Linked DNA regions of Mus musculus: all the other regions are linked to region 1. Evidence: chromatin contacts called from public HiChIP or PLAC-seq and promoter capture Hi-C data. All regions are on one chromosome and are shown on one strand. The core of a region is the stretch at or near the end of the contact, and the rest is flanking DNA. Distances in the headings are between cores, read along the strand shown.

Region 1 (2,761 bases), core at 186-2,685:
TGTGTCTGTGTCTGTGTGTCTCGGTTCAGCAGTCACTGAGGGTCAGATGTTCTAAGAAAGCTGTCATTGGGACACAAGATTTCAGCTTTGCTCCTCTCTCACCAATTTTGATTCACCAAGAAAAACCAACAATAAACAAAACATCAAAAGAGGCAAGAATGGATCCTGTCTTGGACTATGTCCCTGTTAATTTGGGAACTGCTGCATTAAGTGCTCTGGTGTTTAAATTTAAGGAGCCATCGGGAGGCTCAAAGAACAAATTCTCCTTTCCATTTCAAGTTTCTTTTCTTTCTTGTCAAAAGTTTGATGTTGTTTGGCTTTTGTTTGTTTTAATGACGACTTTATTTTGAGGTTTGGGGTCTGGATGTATGAAGTCTCAGTTAATTTCAGTAATAAAGCCATGTCCATTCACAAGTGGCCTGAAAGAACCAACGGGGCTTTTCAGTATTAGGGGAAGTCAGTGTTTTTCTGGAATACCTCATTTATTTGTTGTGATTGGCATTCAAAAGTAGAACAGTTTCGAGAAAGACAGGAAGTTTCTGAGCCAGAGGCAATGCCAAGGCAGTCCATAGTTTTAATTTGTATTTAAGGGTCAAGGCAGTCTCCCAGGAGACAATAATTATTCCCAAGAGATCCAACCAGTAAAATAGCAGGTAAAGTAGCTGGGCCTGGGCAGCTGAGGTAGGGGGTACTCTAGGATTCGAGATCAGCCTGGCTTCTGTAGCCAATGCCCAGGACTGCCTGAATGTCAGCCTAAGGCAGGGTCTCAAAACCAAAACCAAAAGAAAGCCAGAAGTAATGTGTTCAGCGCCTCCTTCATTGCTTAAGAGTTTAAGGGAAAAACAAAAGGAAGAGCTTCCCATACGGAAATAAAAATCAAAACCGGGCTTATTATAAGCAGCAGCAGAAACAGCAAGGAGGCAGTTCACAGCCGGGGATGCACCCCTGGGCTTTGGGGAAAGGACTGCTGCGCGCGTTGCGTTCCCAGGACTGGGGCATAGCACCTTGGAAGACTTTAAGCCCTGCGGGTGCTGGAGCTTGTCCCCCATCTGTCCAGCTGGTTTCGAATCGCTCACGCCTCCAGGGAGAGAGGGTGTCCGGGTCCAGACTGAGTACCTGACAAGCCTGCCGATTTGCGGCCGGGAGGCGGCGGGGACCTGCCCCTCCGCAGCTGAGACCGGCTGGGGACTGGTCTGGGAAAGCAGTTGGGCGTACCCGGTGGGACCCTGGGTGGCCTTCCCGCGTGTCCCCTCAAGCCCTGCGGCGACCCGCTAAACCTGCGCGCTCTGGCTGTCCCGGACTCAGCGCCAGCTGGTAGAGGCCAGGTGTTGGGGACCTCAGGTCCCAGGATCCAGGAGGCGGAGGCGCGCAAGCGGGCATGCGCAGAGTGGGCGGAGGCGGCGGCGATGGCCCGGGGAGGCGGGGGGATCGCTGTTTATTTGCAGCTGGGCCACCGCGGCGGCAGAGCACCGGGCGCCCGGGCGGGGACAGTGGGCGTGCGATGCCTGAGCCAAGCAGGCCGCTGCGCGCCCGGGTCCCGGCCGGGGAGGATGCGCGCTGCGCGGGAGCGGCCGTGCGGGCGGTGCGATGCTGGTGACCCGCGGGGACCGCGGCGGCGGGGAGCGCGCGCCCTCGCGGCGCCCGCGCTGCGGGCTGGTTCCAGCGGGGGCCGCGGCGCTGCTAGCTGGGGCCAGCTGCCTTTGCTACGGCCGCTCGCTGCGGGGCGAGTTTGTACACGACGATGTGTGGGCGATCGTGAACAACCCCGACGTGCGGCCCGGGACACCGCTGCGCTGGGCCATCTTCGCTAACGACTTCTGGGGCAAGGGCCTGGCGGACAGCACCAGCCACAAGTCCTATCGGCCACTGTGCGTGCTGTCCTTCAGGTGAGCCTGTGCGTCCTGGGGTCTAGACGCCTCTCCTTGGAGAAGGGATGGTACGGCGGGGACACTTCTGACAGGTCCCTCGGTACCTCCTCTAGGTTGTTCTCCCCTTTCTCTCAGTTCTACCCCTGGTCTTTTAGTCATCAGCCAGATCCTCCTGGATTTATCTTGTGTTCTGGCTGTTCAGTCTGGTCCTCTAGGTTCTACGCTTTGCATCTCTGCCCTGTTCCGTTCTCCAATCTCTGCCCCAGGTCCTCTGGGCTCTATGCTTGGCGCTCCTGATTCTATCTTAAGTGTTCTCCAGGGTCTGTCCCAGGCCCTCACAACTCTAGTATTCTGTCAGCGCAGCCCCAGATTTTCTCTGAACGAGGTTCTCTCCGCTCTGCCCCGAGATCTCGTTGCTCTGGCTGGGTTCTCTCGGGTCGGACTCTGATCCTATTGCTCCAGGCTTAGTCCTGAATCCACCTGGCTCTACCTCTGGTCATTACCCGGGACAGCTTAAGGTTCTCAAGGCTTTGCTCAGGTTCTGAAGCACTACATCGTTTTCTTCTGGCTCTGTTTTGGGTACTCTCCGCGCTACTCGGGGAGATCTCTGCTCTGCCCTATATCTTCCCAGCTAAACCTAGGTTCTCCCGCGCTTCCTGGCTGCGGAGTTGGGACCGAGTTCTGCCTGCTATGTCCCCCGGGGCTTCAAGGATGGCAGACTTCTCGCTGGAGCTTTTCCTACCCGCGATTAGCGGGTTCCAGAGGGTGGCGATGCTCCAAGTTGTCAGCTTCTCCAGGGAGGTTGTACTGCTGGGCAGATGAGGAATAAAGGGACCGGACCAGGTGGCCTACGATGCTCCTGAAGCTGCTATGCTGTGGGTGTTCCAGGTAGG
Region 2 (2,761 bases), core at 168-2,667, 960 kb before region 1:
AAATGTTATTCACAGAACATTGGTGATATTCTGATTTTATAAATACAGTAATTTCAACCTGAAGGGCCATATTTGATAGGCAAGGCATAGATATCCATATATTTTACATTTCTTTCTCATGTCTCACCATATGGAGATGATTTTGATTTTCCTCAGTCTCAGGGTGCCTTCTATAAGACATAAGCATAGCCCAGCCTTGCACAGAGGTGAAATTAAGGGCAGCAAAACCACCCAGCAAAGTTGTTTTGCTCCTACAGCCCCATGACAAGGACTAAAGCCAACGTCAAACGGGACTGGTGAGTCCTAATAACTAGTTCCTATTTCACCAAGGAGCAATTACTCAGCAGACGACTGAAGTACCAAATTCTACCATCCTGAAATTGTAGGTCCTCAGGCACAAACCTCATCAATTGGATGGATTATGGTCATTGATATCTGGGTTTGAAATAACAGCAGTTTGAGAAGTTTGATTTATGCATTTCAACCCAATTCAATGTTACCTGCCAGCACGGATGCCTGAAGACTTCTTGTGACTCTCCCTCCCCCACATAATAAAGAGCTTCCCATTCCAGCTTATGCATTCATTTCTTGGGTAATTTTTCTATTGGTGAAAACAATGGACTCTTTCAATATTCTCTTATCAACAAAGGGCTCTAAGATGAAGTCCTTCTGGCCATATCCCTTCTGACTTCTTTACAGTGATGACTGGCACTGAGAAATGCCAAACCTGGAGAGGGAAATAGGAGACGGGTTGCTCACCTCTCTGAGCTGCTCCAGCTCTTGTTTGAGGCCGTCATACTCGGCCTCCAGCTCGTCATACTGTTGCTTGAGAGTCAGTTTCTCCTCCAGCACCACCAGCCCATACTCTGCAGCCTGGATCTTCTCATGGGTCGTTTCTGTGAGCTCCTTGGTCAGTCTCTCTATTTCAGTCTTATATTGGTCTACCGTCTTCAGCGCCTCCTCTGCGGCCATAGCGGGGTGGCGGAGATAGACGCAAAGCAGAAGGGAAAAGGAGAAGCAAATAGGAATGAAAATAAAAATGGAAAAGAAAAGTGCCTGATGAATAATAGGTAGAGCGCCCTGAGGCCCGGCCGGCAGCTGCGGCTACACGGCCGGAAGCACTGAGGAGGAATACATGGAATATGGGAGGAATATACCCTGCAGCATGGAGACTGCAAGGTGATGACCGCAGCCGGGATCCTCCGGGCCACGCGCCGGGGCAGTCAGCAGCCAAGCTGCATGGCCAAGGGGCAACTCGCGCAGCAAGAGACTCCGGTTCTGCGGCCTCAGAGGCGCGTGGCCGCCATGTCTCAGGCCGCGTCACTGCGGTCCACCGCCCAATGCTCCGTGGGAGGCTGAGCTCCACCTGCTTGCTGGGCCCTGCGGCAGCCAGTGCACACAGATGCGGACTCCAACTGGTCCTCTTCCTCTCAGCCACTCAGAATGCAGGGAGGTAGGGAAGGGGAGGAGCAAATCCAAAACCCCACCGAGCCTCGCAGCGCAGCACAGCCGACTGCTGAAGAGGGATGAGGGCAGAGGGACCCAGAACTAGCTGAGGAATGATGGGAGACTACGGAGGGCTGAGGAGGGGGAACCGCGCTGAGGCGGAATGAAGGCTGAGGAAAATGGGTGTCTTAAAGAGAAGTGGAGGCTAAGGAGGCTGGGGGATGGAAGAGGACTGCATCTGAGAAGAGATGCTAGACTGAGGAAGCCAGGGCAGCTGAAGAAAGGGCAAGGGTGTTGGAAAGGGTGATTGGTGTCTGAAAGATCAGAACACTAAGAAGGCCTCCAACGGGCTAAGTTTTCTGAGGTGGGAATTCGAAGCCTACTGGAGTGCAGTGAGCCCACAGAAAACAAACAGAGCTAGTGCTTTCAAGAATGCTGCTTTTCCAAAGCTTGATAGATGTACCTTGGGAGTCCTTCCTCCTTTCTCAGACTCTGTCTAATTTGGTCTAGTCCACCTAACACTCTACCAGAGAACTTTGCTGTCCCCCAACCTAAGCCTCTGTGCACTTAGTTCATCATACTACCTTACTGCATAACGTAATTACTGGAGAGATGTGAACAAATATCTATTCACCCCAGTAAGGCTACCACCACAGTCCAACTTGATGAACCAACGGGTTTTATTGAAATAATATTTAAAGGAATATAAGTGAGGGGTTATTTACAGAAACAGAAATGACTCAAAAATATCTACATCACCAAAAGCCCACCCCAGGGGTGACAGATCATAGACACTGGAAAACCTGAACCATACTACACAACTTGAAAGCAGCTCAGTAGGTTGGAGACTGTCTGTTTCACATAGCTCTGGTGATTTGTGTCTCTCCTAGGTAGCTAAGCATGTCTGTCCCAACTCTCGGCCTGCTTTCCTGATTATATATCCTTGGGGAAGGAGTGAATCTCATTAGTTTCATGAATTTACGGAAGCCTTTGAGTTGTTTACTTCCTGGGTTTAAGAGCTTCCTAGAAGGATGGAATGTTTTACTTCTCTTTAGAACATCCTGTATATTGAAATTCTGTTAAGATGAACTGTTCTATCTGGGAGGAAATTGTTGTATAACATCTGCAGGTGCTCAGTAAGTCTCTAGGCCAGTGGTTCTCAACCTGTGGGTAGAAACCCCTTCAGGGCTTGAACAATCCTTTCACAAAGGTCTCATATCAGACATTTACATTACAAGTCATAACAGTAGAAAAAATGCAGTTATCAAGTAGCAACAAAAATAATTTAATGGTTGGGGGTCACCACAATGTGAGG
Region 3 (2,761 bases), core at 157-2,656, 870 kb before region 1:
TGAGTTCTATCTCGAACACTGCCAAAATTCAAAACAAAACAAAAAATGCAAAAATCATCTCTCCTCTATCTCATGAAGGCAAAAAATAAAATTGTTAAGTACCATACCAACAACATTATTTCTTAAGCTTTGCCATCAAATCTACTGTGTCCCATTGGATCTGTGACAGTTTTGTTTGGTGATAGTTTTTTGAGTCTTTCACTATGCAGTCCTAGCTAAACTGAAATTTGGTATGTAGATTAGGCTAGCCTTTAACTCAAAGATCTGTCTGACTTGGTCTCCCAAATGCAAAAATTGAAGGCAAGCACATGCTAGGCAAGTTCTGTAGGTTTAACTAGTGTTGATTCAATGATACTCTTTATTCTAAAATAAGTTAGTCCACGGTACAATGCAAATAGTCATCCAGTAGAACCAGGATAGGCTTTATAAAAGGCAAACTTACCTGTAAATACAATTTTACCTTTTAATCTCTTCCACAAGGTATTCACGCCTCTAATTCTATGAAAATCAAGAAACAAGAAAGCAAGAGTTAAGGTCTAGTACATTTCCCTTACAGTGTCATTGAGACCATACTAAGTTTACTGAATTTATTTCAATTGTGCTAAAAACAAAACTACTGAATTAGGCTACTCTCAAAATATTCCCTGCCACTAGAATTCAAGCGGGCTTCTCCAAGTCCACTACTGCCCTTTAATACCAAAGCAAAAATACTTCTTTAGTAATTTTAGTGGACTGATAAAAGAGAACCTGATGGGGGCTGAGTGGAGCAATAACTAAGACCTTAGTATATCTGAATGGTAACAAGAAACAAACTTAAGATTCCCCTTAACTGTAACACACCCAGCAGACAATTTAAATCCCCACGCAAGTTCTGTAGTTGGCCTACTGAAATGCAAGCCAGCTCACCCACTTTACCTGTTTTTCCATTTTTCTAGGAAGGCACTCTTAAGTACCACAAATGCAAACAGATTCCAAGATGCTGCGGGCCGCGGCGCTCACACAGGCCTGGGCGCTCGAAGGCGGAGCGCAAGGCAATTCCGCTGGGTCGCAGGGGGGCCAAGGAGCGGAAGACCGAGACAGAAAGAAACCGAAAAACAAAACAAAGCTCTGCTTCTCCTTCCGAAACCGGAAGGGACGCTTAGCTGCAACAAGCCCGCCTGCTTCTCGGGCCAACAACCTCAGACCGCGCCCGCCCGGCGCGCAGCGACCCCGCGGTACAGCGAGGACCCGGGCGGCGCCCCTCCGCCGGGACAGAGGTGGCGAAAACCCAGCCCCGAGCCCAGGGGGCCGAACAAAAGCCCGATCCGAAGCAGACCTGCCGCCCGGCGGGTGCTTACACGCCAATAGCAAGGGACGAGGCCTCTGCCAAGCGCAGAGCGCGCAGAGGTTTGGTGGCAGCCTTCGTTGGGGCGGGTCCAGCTGGGTCCCCACTCCGCCCCCGAGCGCTTGCACCAGGGCCGCGGTCCTAGTGCCGGGCAGGTGTGCCTTCTACAGTCTGAGGGGAGAAAAAAGCTCAGCCTTGCACCTAGAATTTATATGAGAATCACCTGAGGGTGTAAGACCCCCAGGCCTTACAATCATATTATGATGGGTCAGCAAATCAGCAGAATATTTTTAAACTCATTGGTCAGCTACCAATGTCGCGGGGGAATTCTGGCAGCAAGGTCAGAGCAATTTGTGGTTTTTCTTGGAATTTAGTGCGAGGCGGGACAGGAGAACTGTTATTATTTGTTATAGTTATTTCTCCGAGAACTGCTAATCTTGTTTTCGCAGCTTTAGACTTGGTCTGGTCATTTTGACTGCTAAAACTATATTTCTACAAGGGCTTCTGGAGTGAAACGTCAAGGGCCAGTGGAAATATATTGTTGGGGTTCAGGAATCGCCACACAAACTGAAAAGAGTGAATTGGCCTGATGGAATTGGGCTCCTGAGTGCAGGAATTTGTTCAATAAATGCTGTTTGCTGTTGCATAGTATTTGAGTCTGGGATATCATTCTTCAGAGATTCATGTTCATATACTAACAAAAGTATATGAACAGTGATCCAGTTAAGCAACTTACTGAACACTTACCCTATTAATAAACCTTCAGGACTGCAAAAAGAACTCAGAAACATAATTATATTCCTAGTCTGCTCTCAGGGTAGGCTTTTTATAGGGAAAATAACAAAACATTTAATGGGCAAGAAGGGAAGCAGTAGGCTTACTAGGCAAAGTATTATCAGCTAACTTTTAAGCTGATTGGTCCTAGGTAAGGAATGGAGGTGTAAGACCTCCGAGGCTTTACCCTGGGTGCGCAAGCCCAAAAACACAACTTGACAACAGATCGCTGCAATGGCAAGAGGTTTATTGTTCTGACACGTCGCAGGGAGGGTCAACCCCAGAGCTCAGAAAGCATAGTTCCTTTATACATTTTGTGGAGGGTTGGACAGCCATATTATGATGGGTCAGCAAAGCAGCAGTATATTTTAAAACTCATTGGTCAGCTACTAATGTTTCAGGGAATTCTGGCAAGAAGGTCAGTTTGTGTTTTTTCTCGGAATTTAGTGCGAGGTGGGGCAGGAGACTTTTTCCGAGAACTGTTATTTTTCTGAGAACTGCTAATCTTGTTTTGGCAGCTGTAGACTTGGTCGGTTCATTTTGACCCCTAAAACTATGATTTCTACAGAGGGTGGTACATGGGTGGTGAACATGAAGGACCCTAAGGGCTTTTGCCAGTCTTACACTCCCTCTCCCCACTTCTGCTTCTCCCTCCCACCTGAG
Region 4 (2,761 bases), core at 98-2,597, 700 kb before region 1:
ACTGGAATGACATCAGGCTGGGCACAATAGTAAACTCCTGGCCTTTAATCTGAGCACTTGGGAGGCAGAGGCAGGCAGATCTCCATGGAAAAAGGAAACAATGATAAGAATTCAAGTCAGCCCTGTCTGTGTACTCGGTAATACCTGATTGAACTGGCATTACTGTCTAAAGGTTCTTGATTGGATTCAGTTTTCTCTGCCAAGAGTTTAAAAACTTCTGAGCTCAACAGGTAGCAGTGGAGAAATATCAAAACCTGAAGACAGAAGCAGACAGAATCAGATGTTGAAGAAATGCTTTTATTGGGGTAAAGAAACACACACATGCAGCAAACGCAGAGAAAAAGCCCCTCCTCGGCAAAGCAGAGGGTAGCTGAAAATAGTCCCTTCTTGAGAATTGGGGGGACGGGTTGTTTTTGATTTTGAAGTCTCTGAAGAGGTTTCCTCCCCTAATTTAGTGTGAGTCACTTTGAAGAATGAGAAAATGGTTGAAAAACTGCCCTGATCTGGCTTTGAACTTTTTGAACCAGGCCATCAGCATGGGAAGGAGAAAAAGCTACAAGGCTTTTTAAATTGCCAGGCTTTTTTTTTTTTGGTCTTGGGTCAGGTGGGTGAGGAAAAGCCAACCATCTTTAAAGTTTTCCACCTTTATTACCCATCCATGGCCCCTCTTCCTATCTGCCCACTGTAGGACTGCCTCCCTGTACTACTACTTTACAAAAAGACAGACAGACAGACCGGATGGATGGATGAACGAATAAACGAACCGAACCAACCAACTAACCAACCGCCTAGAAAGAAGGCTCGGGTATTAAGAGAGCTGCTTTTCTTCTACAGGTCCACAGATTCCAATGTCTTAGCTTCTGGAGACACATTCTGGCCTCCACAGGCGCACGTGCACACACAGATAAAGTACGTAAACAAGCAAACAGTGCAGGGCATTTCTCTAATTTCATTACTTGGGAAGCTAAGTAAGGCAGGGCTGCCTCTAACTCGAAACAGTCTAGGCTACATTGCAGCCCAGAGACTACAACCTGAGACTCTGTGCCAAGCAAACAAAAAGGTTAAACTCCAAACAATGTTGTGACCACGTTACTTTCCTCCAAAACAAAGGACAGGAGTCTACTTTAAAGGGTAGTGCAGTCCTTGTGGCCTTACCTGACTTTATTCGATCAGCAAGTGGAACTCGCCCTTCACGTGCAGGAGAAAAAAAAAAACAAGTACGGTAGGTCTCCTTTTTCGGGAGAGGAAGACTGAGCCCGTGGCTCTAACTACACAGCGTAGTGGGTACGTGAAGGCGGCGAAATTTGGAACCAATGAGACGCGGAACGCGGGGCCGCCCGGACCGAAGGGCTTACGCACCGGCTCCGCCCTCTTTCGAACTGTGTTTTGTTTTGGATGTCCCTCGGTTCCCAAGGCAACTGGGAACGCCGAAGCCCTAACCTGGCGACTCCTCAGGTCAGACCCTATAGACCTGAATGAAGCGCAATTGCACAACTCGTGTGAGCCATGTCTGCGAATTCTGATTTCTAAAACCTCTTGCTGGACTTATGCTGCTAGCACTGTATGCCAAGCATACTGTTAAGAGTATGAACCTGGAGTGGCAAGTAAAGTTTTATGACATTCAGTTGCGGTGTGTCATAATTATAAAGTCACACGTAAGACTGTTTTCAGCCTGTAGGTTCAGGATCTATTATATCCAACTTTCTAATGACTAAATTTTCCACTGGCCCCTCAACTCAAGACTTCAAAATTAACCCATTTCACCTTCATTACCGAAAATCTGCTATGATGTACAAGAAAGAAAAACATCCCAAACTAAGAAAATGGCAAACCATGTTGCTGTATCTAAATTTACAAATTGAAAAATGTTCTTCAGATGCCTGGTCAAAATCTGATTTGGGGCTTGGGGATGTAACTCAGTTATTATGAATGTTTATATAGCATGAGACCCTGGGATCCATCTCTAATTCTAGCACTTAGGAGAGGATGGTTCAAGGTCATACTCAGCAAGTTAGAAGTTAGCCTGGGATAGATGAGACACGGTCTCAAAAGGAAAGGGAAAGGGAAAAAGGGAAAGGGAAAGGGAAAAGGGAGGGAAGGAGAGGAGAAGGGAGGGGAGGGAAGGGAAGGGAAACAAAACCTGGACTCTATCTAGGTGGCTCAATGAGTAGAGGCCCACTGCCAAGCCTAACAACCTGAGTTTCTCAGGACCTACATGGTAGAAGGAAAGAAGAACTGTCCTCTGACTATCACCCCCAACACACACACACACACACACCAGAATACATACATGTAATACAAACTTTAGAAATCTGTATTTAGCGGCCAGAGAAATGCTCAGTGGTTGAACATGTATAGTGCTTGCCTAGGATCTGAGTTCTCTTCTCAGACCCATATAGGGTGGTTCACAATTCCTGTGATCCCAGCTCCAGGAGATCTGATATCTCTGGCCTACTTGGGTACTTCGTACTCATGTACGAAGACATACCCAGACACACATAATTAAAAATGAAAAATTTAAAGTTCCAGATGTAGTGACATGTGCTTCAAATCCCAGAATTTAGCCAGTATAGGTAGGTGAAGCTCTGTAAGATAAGGGCCAACCTGATCTACATAGCAAGTCCCAGACCTAGTGAGATCCTATCTCAAAAATGGGGGGTTGGGAGGGTTGGAGGAATTTTTAAAAATCGGAGACTGGCAGTGGTGGCATATGCCTTTAACCCCTCAGGAGGCAGAGGCAGGTAGATCTCTGTGAGTTCAA
Region 5 (2,761 bases), core at 110-2,609, 660 kb before region 1:
TTAAAAAGTCTTTAAAATTAAAATAAGTTTGGTGAACTTATTTGATCACCAAAAAGGTTAAAGAAATGAAAGCAGAAGGAGTTGGTGTGAAAAGGAAGGAGATCAGAGGGAATGGGGTGGGACAGGGGGTACAAGAAGGTTATAAAAAGATATGATCAAAATATGTACATGAAGCTGGGTTGTGGTGGCACATGCCTTTAATCCCAGCACTGAGAAGGCAGAGGCAGGAGGATCTCTGTGTGTTTGAGGCCAGCCTGGTCTACAAATAGAGTTCTAGGACAGCGAGAGCTGTCACACAAAGAAACCCTGTCTCAAAAAACAAAACAAGAAAGTACATGTATGGAAATGTCATGATTAAATACAGTATTCTATATATGTTAATAAAACAAAACTAAATCATTACTGTTTACAATTTTATAAATCAGTTACTGCTCAAATGAACAGAAAGCATGTTTCTTGATTAGCACAAACAATAAATCAGTTTTCTGCTATATTTGACTAGCTTAGAATCTAACATCCTGCAAGAAGCCACCAACAAAAATAGAAATACTCAGTAAAATATTTTTATGTGTACTCTGTATAATAGAAGCAATAATTGCATAACATTAAATGTCCATATACATTACAGATTTCAAAGTTGGTTATTTTCCCAGTAGCACCATCCTGATACTACCTAGATTATCATCATTCTTTCCTTCACTAAAATATAAATGGCAGGTCAAGTGGGACCCAAGGTTCTATAGATACTGGAAAGAATGAACCAGGAAGCATAAATACTCCCCATCCCAAGTACAATCCAGCTAAAATGGTAAGAGAAGTCATTTCAAGGGTTCCGGAAGATTATTGGAAGGTACGATAGAAGCTAAGAGTCAATTACCCAGGTTGTTATTTACCCTCCTCATTTTTGTGTGTGTTGAGATGGAGTCTCACTAGGTAGAGAGGCTCATCTCCAACTCCGGATCCTCCTGCCTCAGTCACAGGAGTGCTGGAATTATAGATGTGAGTCACCACGTCCTGCCGGGGACTAGGATCTTAAAATGGTTTAAGCATCTGCATGACAGTTTAAAAATACGGTACAGACGTTGTGGGAAATGACCTCAGCGTGCTGTCTCCCTTTTCCAAAGCTACGTTATTGTTTAGGTTGGGTTGGGCGACATCCTCTCTGGAAGATACGATCCTGCTCTGCGGCTCGTGCTCAACCGACTGTTGGGGGCTGCACCGTGCAAGAGAGGTTTCCTCAATATTACCGCGGGTGGGCACGCACCCAGACGCGCCCCCGATCCTCCGAGCTCACTGGTGCGCGCCCCGAACCGCGCGCCACCGAGCTCTGCGGGCGCTCCCGTCGCGCAGCGCGGTTCAGTTGACCCGCGGGCGCCAGACGCTGCGCTCCAGCGGGCGCAGCCGCGGCGGCGCGGGCCTCCCTAGCTGACACTCCCCCTGCGCGCCCCTCCCCCGCCGCGGCGGAATCCCGCCCGCCCTCCGGTCCGCGCGCGAGCCCGAGGCCGCTTCCTCGGTACCAGCGTCTAGAAGGATCCCGGCCGCGGCGATTGCGCGGCCATGGGCGCGCCGGGCTCGTCCTAGGGTCGCGGCGGAGACCGCAGTCGGAGCGCCGCGGTGGCCTCCTCCGCGAGGGAAGCCTGCGACGCTTCTCAGCGAGGCTTCTCATCGGTTCACGCCGGAGAGCCTCCTCCGCGAACCCCAGCGACGGTCGCACCGGCAGCGCGGCGGGATGAGCGGTAGCAGCGCGGCGCCGGGCCCGGGCTCGGGGTCCTCCCCGGCCGCCTGTCGCTTCGCGCACTACTTCGTGCTGTGCGGGATCGATGCGGACAGCGGGCTGGAGCCCGACGAGCTGGCGGGTAAGGCCGGGCTGGCTTTGGAGGCGCTAGGGAGGCGAGGTGCGGGCTCCAGACAAAAAGTCGGCGGCTATAGCCGCGCTCCGGCTAGATGGGCACTCGTGGGCGACATAATGACATTGTTGTTAATTCCGCGCTCTGGCTAAGCCCCTGGGTGTTGGGTCCTTGTAACCGGCGCGGGTCCCCAGAGGGCCCGACCCTCCGCTGCTCGCGGGTGGCTCATGGTGCGCGGGACCGGGCTGTGCAGTGGTTCGTGAAGTTTGGCCCTGGCGGCGGATGCGGTGGTCGGCAGCTCCATGAAGGAGTCGGGACCGCGGGGCTACGGTGAGGTCCGCTCGGGCAGGAGGCCCAGCGGGATCGACCCCGACCGCTCTGGGTCGGCGCCACCCCTCCCCCTGGTTCTGCGATGACGAGCGAGTCACCCTTTGGAATCCTGTGGATTTGGCAGTGCCAGTGCCGCGAGCTAGCGAGGACCTTTGGACGCTTGGGTTGCGGCCTGATGCTTTGTTGATACCCCTGCCTGGTTCCTGAGTTGATGTAGTTGGACAATCCTCCCCAAGAGGGGCGCGCCGTGAATCACTGCCGAGGTGTCACTGGAGGAGCATGGCCCCCATTTGACGGGTTTGGTGACGCAGTGCGGGACTGAGCTGGGGAACGTACCCTGGGAACCCGGGCAGTTGAAGGATGGTAGGGACCGGGGAATGCGAAATGTAGAAAGCAGGCCGGGGAGAAATGACTGACTGAATTTTTCATTCCGCTTTCCTCCTTGGAATCTGAATTGTGATTTTTTTTTTTTTTTTTTTTTTTGGTAAGGGTGAGACACATAACGCCTACCACCAGAACTTTATTTGTGTCAGTGCTAAACACTTAGGTCATAGCCTTTCACAGCAGCTTTTTTGGAATATACC
Region 6 (2,761 bases), core at 80-2,579, 550 kb before region 1:
GGTTAAGAGCACTGACTGCTCTTCCAAAGGTCCTGAGTTCAGTTCCCTGCAACCATATGGTGGCTCACAACCATCTATAATGAGATCTGATTCCCTCTTCTGGTATGTCTGAAGACAGCTACAGTGTACTCATATAAATAAAATAAATCTTTAAGAAAAATAAAATGCATAGTGAGAAGCAGAAGAGAGATTTATTCCATGTGCCCATATTGGGAAGAGAGAGAGAAATATATACACCCAATCATCCTAGGGTTTTGAGGAACAGGATTGAATTGTATTGTTTCAACAGGCTGATAATTAAAGGGAAAGACACAAGGGGGAGCCAGTTACACTGTATCTGTTAGAGCTCAAGTCCTGTGTCTGTTTGGTCTGTAGGGATCACCTGCTTCCACAGTGGATTCCATTGCTAGCAGAATGTCCTGCCATCACCCGAATGTATGAAGAGAATGCACTGCTTCGAGACCACATGACTGTCAACTCCCTTATCCGAATTCTTCAGACCATTCAGGATTTCACCATAGTCTTGGAAGGATCACTAATCAAAGGAGTGGATGTGTAAAGCAGCCGGCAGAAACTCTTCATCTACCCCTGGCTCCTGAAGCTTCCGTAACTATGGGGACCTATCTGGACCGGTCTGACCATAGTGAGCACTGCCGGGGCAGTGCACTGGAAGCCCCAGTTTGAACAGTCTCCACTCTGCAGACAAGGCAAAGTGCTGTATTGTAGTTCATTTGAACCTGAAATTTAGTATAAAATAGAGTATTTTCATGTGTTAGAAGTGTGTAAATATGCTATCTTTAAGAAATTATATTACTCTAATAAGATACTTTTCTTAGATTGAATATCCCTGTGACTTAAAATAAGTAGTTTAAAAATGTTGGGGGTGGGGAAAGCGGTGCTAGTCAGGAAGAAGCCAGTAAATGTGTACATAGTGCAACCCAGGAAGGCTTCTTTTTCCCTCCAGGTCTCACAAAGGAACCAGAATGCTTTGTCCTGAAGCAGCCATCCCTCCTGGAGTCCCATCCTGTGTGTGGTGAATGTATACAGCTTTACATAGTGTACAGCAGTCCTCATTGTACCTTTTAAGTTATAAACCATTTAATACATTTGAATTATGAGTAATTTTTTTAGTTTTTGGGAACGTTTTTCATTGGCATAAGGAAAAGATAATTAAAGTATTTTAAATATCAGACCCCAGCAAGGCATAGTGGCGCACTCCCAGCACTAGGGAGGCAGGGGCAGGTGCATCTGAGTTGCAGACCAGACAGAGCTACATAGCAAGACCCTATCTCAACAGAGAGAGAGAGAGAGAGAGAGAGAGAGAGAGAGAGAGAGAGAGAGAGCGCAAATACCAGATCCCAAGAGCTTGGCTAATTGGAAAGCAAACACAAGAAGCCCTGAGAAGCATGGGACTTTAACTTCTTTACTTTTGAAAGATTAGCCTGGAGGCTTCGTTCTTGGAATTTTTATTACTGTTCTTTGATAGGGCTTTTGAGATAATGAATTTTAGTATCAATCATATAGCCATAACTGTAAGAAACAGTGTGACTTTTAACTTGGCCATCTAAACTCTTTAAGTGGAGCTAAACTACCAGCCCAGTCTTTGTTAGGTTCCAGCCACTCCCTCTGTCCGCCCCATCCCCCCTCTCAGGAAATAAAAGGAATGTGGGAGAAGGAGGAGGTCTCAGTGTGATTTGGAATGCTTTTGTGAAGGTATTTGTTGACCATGATAATGCAAATAACAGAAGCTGAGAGAAAGAATGAAGCCTTTCTGGGTGTTTCAGGGAAATGTAAAGCAATTGTCCCAGAGAAGTTAAAAGCCACTGTGGCAGACTGAGGAGTGAATTTGACTCAAGAGACAATTTAGGAACTCCTGAAACCTTTCTAGTTTGATAGCTTATTTATTTTTTTGTTAAGCAAATGTTAGCAACTACATAAATCTTTATCTTTTGGTGAGTAAGTTTCGGAACTCTAATTAGGCACCGATACCTTGTTAGTAGCAAAATTGCCTCGGCAGAGCTCCAGGTTTTATTCCCTGTTGTAGCTGAAAACCCAAGCCATGGCCTCTCAGGATCCGTGTGCAATCTCAGGGCCCTGGGCTCTTGCCAGCAGTGCTGTTTTCCTGTTTACTGGAGGAAGGGACTAATAGATCAAGTACCTCATGCCCTTTATCAGAAACTCTGAAGAAAAGGGTTGCTGAGGATACATTTACACACCCATGGAAAGAAAGGGCTTAGAACATGTCTCTAGATGACCTGTGTAACCCAGTGGTTTGTTTACTTAGAATAAGGGTGTTTATAGTAGAATGAGAGTATTCTAGAGACCAATCTACTTACTATAGGAAACATCCACAAATTAAGATACAGTCCATCCCAGGGTTTTATTGCTGTCTTTTCCCATGGGGCCATCCTGATGCTGAGCGCTTGGTGGACTTTTAAGTCAGTGTTCCACAGTTGAGTCCCAACAGCAAGTACAGCCTCTTCATTTTATAGGTGAAAATAGGACACTTCAAATCAAAGACTTTGTATTCTTGCCCTCTCCCCCTTGACAACACAAGGGTTAGAATTTATGCTTTTTACCACACCCGAGAGCATGAAACCAACCTCGGAGACATTCTTACTCAGGATCATTTCTTCTGTTGAATCTTCAGTCAACTGTACAGATAGGAAGCTATGTTTCTGTGATGCAGAATAATAAGGACTGAAGCTTGCCTTGCCGCGTTAGATTGTTTTGTTGTTGTTTGTGAAACAGGATCTCACTG

Evidence for each region. Promoter capture Hi-C pulls out the DNA fragments that hold promoters and counts their contacts. HiChIP or PLAC-seq counts read pairs in DNA pulled down with a chosen protein or histone mark. Capture Hi-C pulls out chosen DNA fragments and counts their contacts.
Region 2: a contact with region 1 is called in a promoter capture Hi-C map of liver, with 3 times the contacts expected there. The contact joins the promoter of Bicd1 here to the promoter of Tmtc1 in region 1. A contact is called at or near these places in 3 of 39 promoter capture datasets (erythroid cells and liver) and 1 of 115 datasets of contacts at active chromatin or transcription factors (embryonic stem cells).
Region 3: a contact with region 1 is called in an H3K4me3 HiChIP or PLAC-seq map of embryonic stem cells, with 7 read pairs. The contact joins the promoter of Resf1 here to the promoter of Tmtc1 in region 1. A contact is called at or near these places in 2 of 115 datasets of contacts at active chromatin or transcription factors (embryonic stem cells and memory CD8 T cells).
Region 4: a contact with region 1 is called in a promoter capture Hi-C map of adipose tissue. The contact joins the promoter of Etfbkmt here to the promoter of Tmtc1 in region 1. A contact is called at or near these places in 1 of 39 promoter capture datasets (stem cell-derived epiblast-like cells), 2 of 484 Hi-C or Micro-C datasets (both in embryonic stem cells), 3 of 115 datasets of contacts at active chromatin or transcription factors (embryonic stem cells, stem cell-derived neural progenitor cells and stem cell-derived stembryo) and 1 of 9 other capture datasets (adipose tissue).
Region 5: an H3K4me3 HiChIP or PLAC-seq map of embryonic stem cells shows a contact between it and region 1, with 3 times the contacts expected there. The contact joins the promoter of Dennd5b here to the promoter of Tmtc1 in region 1. A contact is called at or near these places in 3 of 39 promoter capture datasets (cranial neural crest, hippocampal neurons and pre-B cells), 12 of 484 Hi-C or Micro-C datasets (embryonic stem cells and uterus), 8 of 115 datasets of contacts at active chromatin or transcription factors (embryonic stem cells, neural tube, pancreatic cancer cells and 1 more) and 1 of 9 other capture datasets (embryonic stem cells).
Region 6: an H3K4me3 HiChIP or PLAC-seq map of embryonic stem cells shows a contact between it and region 1, with 9 times the contacts expected there. The contact joins the enhancer-like site here to the promoter of Tmtc1 in region 1. A contact is called at or near these places in 2 of 39 promoter capture datasets (cranial neural crest and stem cell-derived epiblast-like cells), 2 of 484 Hi-C or Micro-C datasets (both in embryonic stem cells), 6 of 115 datasets of contacts at active chromatin or transcription factors (embryonic stem cells and stem cell-derived neural progenitor cells) and 1 of 9 other capture datasets (embryonic stem cells).

Annotation. Positions count from the first base shown.
Region 1 is chr6:148,443,026-148,445,786 of GRCm38.p6, reverse strand. It overlaps Tmtc1 (transmembrane and tetratricopeptide repeat containing 1), which reads left to right and starts at 1,435. Exons shown (of 20, transcript NM_198967.5): 1 at 1,435-1,886. The coding sequence starts at 1,588.
Region 2 is chr6:149,407,640-149,410,400 of GRCm38.p6, reverse strand. Bicd1 (BICD cargo adaptor 1) reads right to left here and starts at 1,417. Exons shown (of 9, transcript NM_009753.4): 1 at 760-1,417. The coding sequence starts at 972.
Region 3 is chr6:149,308,059-149,310,819 of GRCm38.p6, reverse strand. It overlaps Resf1 (retroelement silencing factor 1), which reads right to left and starts at 1,406. Exons shown (of 5, transcript NM_026054.3): 1 at 916-1,406; 2 at 443-498.
Region 4 is chr6:149,140,099-149,142,859 of GRCm38.p6, reverse strand. Etfbkmt (electron transfer flavoprotein beta subunit lysine methyltransferase) reads right to left here and starts at 1,347. Exons shown (of 5, transcript NM_001252095.1): 1 at 1,156-1,347; 2 at 145-254.
Region 5 is chr6:149,100,278-149,103,038 of GRCm38.p6, reverse strand. It overlaps Dennd5b (DENN/MADD domain containing 5B), which reads left to right and starts at 1,359. Exons shown (of 21, transcript NM_177192.3): 1 at 1,359-1,856. The coding sequence starts at 1,730.
Region 6 is chr6:148,991,504-148,994,264 of GRCm38.p6, reverse strand. It overlaps Dennd5b (DENN/MADD domain containing 5B), which reads left to right. Exons shown (of 21, transcript NM_177192.3): 21 at 376-2,761. The coding sequence ends at 559. Among named protein-coding and RNA genes, the nearest start is that of Gm25539, 26 kb to the right of the region's middle. Within about 2 kb of position 1,329, at least 58 of the 459 cell types and tissues checked have an H3K27ac peak or open chromatin away from gene starts, as enhancers often do. A contact at or near this core is called in embryonic stem cells and stem cell-derived epiblast-like cells, where this site is marked.